Regions from separate parts of the Mus musculus genome. Here region 1 is linked to region 2. A link is a contact called in public HiChIP or PLAC-seq data. All regions are on one chromosome and are shown on one strand. The core of a region is the stretch at or near the end of the contact, and the rest is flanking DNA. Distances in the headings are between cores, read along the strand shown.

The links. HiChIP or PLAC-seq counts read pairs in DNA pulled down with a chosen protein or histone mark.
Region 1: an H3K27ac HiChIP or PLAC-seq map of embryonic stem cells shows a contact between it and region 2, with 18 read pairs. The contact joins the promoter of Rrn3 here to the promoter of Pla2g10 in region 2. A contact is called at or near these places in 15 of 39 promoter capture datasets (the 3T3-L1 cell line, 3T3-L1-derived adipocytes, cranial neural crest and 8 more), 2 of 15 datasets of contacts at CTCF or cohesin (both in embryonic stem cells), 38 of 484 Hi-C or Micro-C datasets (the N1E-115 cell line, differentiating embryonic stem cells, embryonic stem cells and 3 more), 20 of 115 datasets of contacts at active chromatin or transcription factors (the SCID.adh cell line, bone marrow-derived macrophages, embryonic stem cells and 3 more) and 3 of 9 other capture datasets (adipose tissue, liver and pancreatic islet).

Annotation. Positions count from the first base shown.
Region 1 is chr16:13,779,376-13,782,075 of GRCm38.p6, forward strand. It overlaps Rrn3 (RRN3 RNA polymerase I transcription factor homolog (yeast)), which reads left to right and starts at 1,324. Exons shown (of 18, transcript NM_001039521.1): 1 at 1,324-1,464; 2 at 2,618-2,700. The coding sequence starts at 1,382. It also overlaps the pseudogene Gm6354.
Region 2 is chr16:13,729,063-13,731,762 of GRCm38.p6, forward strand. It overlaps Pla2g10 (phospholipase A2, group X), which reads right to left and starts at 1,422. Exons shown (of 4, transcript NM_011987.4): 1 at 1,295-1,422. The coding sequence starts at 1,349. Pla2g10os (phospholipase A2, group X, opposite strand) reads left to right here and starts at 774. Exons shown (of 3, transcript NR_040574.1): 1 at 774-857.

The DNA of each region.
Region 1 (2,700 bases), core at 74-2,573, 50 kb after region 2:
GACAAGCTCTTTTTGTATTGCCTTGGCTGTTCTGGAACTTACGCGATAGTCTAAATAAACTAGCCTCAGATTCAGAGATCTGCCTGTTTGTGCTGAGATTAAAGGTATGTACCATCATGCCCAGCTCCCCAGCCTGGGTTCTCTTACCCATGGTAACATCGGTCCAACTCTCCCCTCTGGCTTTTTACCAGTCTCCACACTTCTGGCTAGGTCACTGTGTAATATGTGTTTCACACAGAGTAAGGTGTGAAAATGTGTCTAAAATGATATACAGGATCCTTCTATTTCCACCTCTCCAGTGCCTGTATTACTAACATTAAACCGGGCTCTTTACCTGAGTAACCCAGGTCCTAATAGTTACCCATTGGCTTTGAACTCCCTTTTTTTGGTGGTGGTGGTGGTGGGGGAGGAATGGATCTCTAGGAGGTGGGCCTGGGGCCCTCACTGTACAACTTGTTCCTTAGCACTATTTCCAGAATCCTTCATCACACCTGGAAGTTCTGGAGGACAAGAATTGGGGTAGATAGGCAGGCCTTCAAAGGCATCTTCTGCTCTGAAGGCCAGGCCCACTGTGGCTGGGGCCTGTGGCTTTGCTACCTGACTAGTGAAGCCACATTCCCCCAGAGTTTTCTCATCAAGGAGCTGGTTGTCCTTGAACAGCAGCTCTCCTCAGGAGGCCTCTTCATGATGCCCTCAATGATGCGCTTGAGTGCCAACACCAAGCTTGACTCCTTGGCCTCAGTGAAGATGGTGGTCTTCTTGTGTGGGGTCATGAGAAACACAGCCATCCCTGTGGCTGCTTCTGGCTTGATGCACGGGACCAAATCTGATGGCTTCTCAGGTTGTCCTCAGCAGGAGTGATCTCTCAGTGTCCCTCGGAGTCTTGCCAAAAGTTAAGAGAGCCAACATGTTGTTTGAAAACCAAAAAAATCCCAGCCGTTCGATTTTACCAATGAAGACTCAGGGGCCAGATGCTGGGGTGCAAGCCTGCTAGGTCAGAGAGGCAGAGAAAGCACCCAGCTGACCTTCCTCCTCCACTCACTTCCCAGAAGGAAACCCGCTTTGAACTCCTTTTATCCTCCCGCCTCCACCTCCTGAGCGCCAAGGTCACGTGCACACGCCTCTAAGACAAGCTTCTTTTTGAAGGAGTTTCTGAGGAATGCGGCCACCGATTGCCCCGCCAAGCTGTGCCAGCCTATTTCTAGGAAAGCTTCAGGCCGGTTAAGGTCAGACGCAAGCCTACCCGCCTTCTTGCTGCGATCCTTACGCTCTGCTCACGTGGGCCGCGTCCCGCAAGGGGCTGCCTTCTGCAGCGCCACTTCCGGGGCGGGTAGGTCGTGGCTTCCGGCGCAAGGCCGGGCGTTCGCTCAGTTCAGGCCGAATGGCGGCCCCGCTGCTTCACACGCGCTTGTCGGGCGATGTGACGGCAGCGGCCTCTGCCACGCTGAGTGCGTCGCGGACTGGGTAAGATCCGGGCGGCCTCCGCCTGCGGGTGCGGGGCTCGAGCCCGCTGAGAGCTCTCCGCATGTGCCGAGGGGGCCGGGCGTGCGGGCTCGGCTCGGGCACGCAGGAGCCTCTGGTTCCCTCGGGTCCCCTCTGCCCGGGCGAGCCTTGTCTGTTCCATTGTTTCCCACTCACTCTTGGGGCACCCTTGTGGGACTCTAGGCTAATCTTCCGTGCCTTTCCTCTTCCCTCTCTTGGCCAAGACATGGGCGGCATTTCCAGGGTTTTGGATATCTAGGGGAAAGCTGTCACTGGTGACCTATCGAATTCCAAAAATTTTGTTTGAAATTTGTTTCTGTAGAAGCAAGCAGTAGCATAGTGGAACCGTATATTATATAAGCAGTCCTTTTTGCCCAACATTTTAAAATACCTATCCCTATAAAACATTTGGAATCTAACCTTTAGATTTTGTCTGATTCTCTTGTTTAAACGAAGTAAACCTTGTAAAGCACTTAGCATAGTACTGACAATTGTTAATAAAGTGTGTATACTCTGTGTTAAGGCACTGGGGACAGCAGCTTATCCAGACACTAACCCATACCCAGCAGAGCCGGAGGCGGGGCAGTGGGGTGGGGGGGCGGCGGCAATACATGGATAAGATAGTTTCAGGTATCAGTAAATGCTATGAAGAACTACAACGTTCCAGGATAAAGCGTGAGTGTATGAGGTTCTGGTGGAGAGGGCCTCTGACATTTGAACTCCAACCTTGGGAAGAGTGTTTCTAACAGCGAGTAGCAGGTGAAATGGGAATCAGCTTGACAAATTTGAGGAATAGAAAGGACATCACGCTTTTAACAAATGATTGTATCATGAGATCAGGGTTAGGAAAGGTGGCTGGTTAAACAGGATCTTACAGGGTTAATGTGGGAATATGGAGTTTCTTTTCCTTCCCTTACTCTTAATAAGATCTCATTATGTAGCCTAGGTTGGATTCTGCCACAGCTTCTGAGACAGATTTACTGAGGGAAGAGTGGCTTCCTGGGAGAGAAGGTTGGAAGGAGGGATATCATTTGAGAAACTTAAGCCTCATCACACAAAATGATGTTGGCTCAGCCATGCTCCCTGCCGTCATTCTCTGTCATGAATTTGATAACTGGTCTTCCTGGTTCTTCAGGCTTTCCGATATGCTCGCGTTAGAGAGCGATTTCTTCAATTCTCCTCCGAAAAAAACTGTTCGGTTTGGCGGAACTGTGACAG
Region 2 (2,700 bases), core at 172-2,671:
TGCTTCTCCTTGGCTTGATGGTAAGTTTGAGGCCAGCCTGGGCTACATTTTCCTCTCTGGATAAGTCTGCTCTCTTCTAATAGCCCACACACTTCCCTTGAGCCTTCCTTGGTTCCCATTTGGGATGTAGCTCCCAGCTTCACTGTCCCCCAAGCCCCAGTGGAGATCCCAAGCTAGATCCCGAAGCCTTCCTACCTCCCCAGAACCCAGCTTTCCCTCCAGTCAGGCCATCACACTACTGCCCCTGCCTTCTCTTCAGCCTGCTCCCTGCTGCCTTACCCTGCCAATGGCCCATGCTGCTGCCTGTTTATTGGGGGTGCCCTTCTAGCTTGCTCTTCCAGAACAGATCTCTGACTCAAGTAGCTCTGGCACACGGAAAGGCTTCTAGGAAAGGTCTGTTGACCTCAGGAGCCACCAAGTCCAGGTGAGACACACCTAGCCTAACCACTCCCAACACCATACCCTGAAACCATCTGCAGAGCTCCCCCTACCCCACCCCCAGCCACTCTCTGCTTTTAGAGGCTAAGACTGCCCATGAAGGGCCCAGGTGAGGGACACACAGCAGCACTAAGTTTGGAACCAAAGAAAACACTCCCTTTATGCCAACATAGGTGGGGCAGGCCAGGCTGGGGTCTGTTTGCTCTGTCTACCTGTGGGCAACCTCCAATGGCAGTGCCAGGACCCACAGGGCATTGTAAAAGCTCAAGGTCTACGCCCATTGTGGGCCGTCCTAGGCATCCCTGAGCTGTGTGCTAGCCGGCCAAGTGCTGCTTGGAGCAACTGTGGCATCTGAGATGTTGGTCTGGGTGAGCCTGTCCAGGAGGAGAGAGGCTTCACACCTGCACCTCTGTACCCAGGTAAGGCCGGGGTTGGTTCTGTGCCTCTATGCTTTATTGTACTCTAGGATTAAAGAATCACCAAGAGGGGCCTTTCTAGAGTAGTAGGAGTGAGTGAGGAAAACCCCCTCTATAAGTGATAGCCAGTTCACATGACTCAGGATCAGAGGCTAGGAGCTTCAGGCTGCTGGAGAGGACCGCAGTAACTATGGGGTTCAGGAAGGGAGGACTCTGAGACCAACCCCTCTTCCCCTTCTGAGTTCCTGAGTGAAATGCCTAAGTGGAGGGCTCTGGAAGGAATCAAAGACATGACTCCTGGGTGTCTGGGAAGATGGATGTGTGGGCATCTGATGAAGGGACTGGGGATTTTAAGGCTTCAGGGTGCTGGAACTAGGTGTTGAGTTGGGGCGGTGAGGAAAAAATCCCAGGCAGGAGGAAGCCAGTCAGTCCTCACTTACCTTCGCTGAATCCGGGTCCAGGTCCCAGCAGCAACAGCAGCAGTAGCAGCAGCATTATTGCCCGTCACAGAGGTGGCCCACACATAGGAGAGTGACAGGTGTAGGACTGACCAGAAGGGCCAGTATACTCACCAATCCTGCCGACCCCCACCACCAGCCCCGCCCCCTACCTCACCTTCTTTCCGTGGGGCGGAGTCAAGCAGGAGTGGTCACCTGGAGCCTTGAGGAGTGACTGTCTCTGACTTCTGCAGATTAGTTCCAAAAAGTAATCCAGACACCAAATGGAATGCTGAGGCCAAAAGGGGATCAGGTTCGGGGATGCCTCCACAGAGTGTAAAGATGCTGCTGACGCTGCAGTTAAAATGCGGGGTGGGGGTGGGGGAGGGAGGGGGACGGTATGCTAATTTTCGCCGTGTTATTCTAATTTACTGTAACATTTTACAACGCGGGTAACTGCTCCTGTGGGGCAGTCACAATTAACACTCTACAATCTCCTCACTAATACCACCACAAAGCGAGAAACTGAGGTAGTCAAGGGTTGTCCCAAGTCAGGCAGCCATTTCTAATAAAAAGAGCTGGAGCCTTGGTGGTGGTGGACTAGAAAGCTAGGTCAGAAGAACGTGAGGAGTTCGGAACCAGCCTGGACTATACAATGAGGCAGACCTCGGAGAGGTGGGGGAGGGGCGCTTACGACACAAGGGCTGGAATGGAGCGAGCAGGATCGTGTGGGAGTTATCTATCCCGTGCAGTCTGCCTCAGGCTTCCCGTTTGTGGATGGTTATGGTTCTTCTGGGGAATGTGTGTAAGCAAGGAGGTGTACTCAACTGATGCCTACTTTTCATACTGAAAAGGCATGATAATTGGGACACATTATTGCTTTTTGCCCCTGAGACTAGCACTATTCAATTGGTCAATAATTTTTGTTGTTTAGATTTCATATCTGATCTGAGTGAAACCTTGGAACCACCCCCCCTCCATGGACAAATTCTAGTAAGGGTAAGAATGATCTCCAGAAAAAAAAAAAAAAAAATGACAAGGTGAATTGGGTTTCCCTGGCTTGAAGGTTCACAACACAGGTTGTACGCCTAGGACCCCAACCCATTCACTGTCATAGAGAGACACTGAGGGTCTGAGAACTGGGAAGCCAGAGGCATGGTGAGATGGCTTAGAGGGAACCACACAAGCCTAGAAACCTAAGTTTGATCCTAAAACCCATGTAAAGGGGGAAGGAGAGAACTGATTCTACACAGTTGTCCTTTGACCTCTGGACTTGTACTGTGCCCTCCCATGCATCATGTTCATATATACACACTAAAATAATTTTAAAATGTTAAGTATTAAAAGTAGGTGGTCCATGCCTTTAATCCCAACACTCAGGAGGCAGAGGCAAGTAGGTCTCTAAGTTT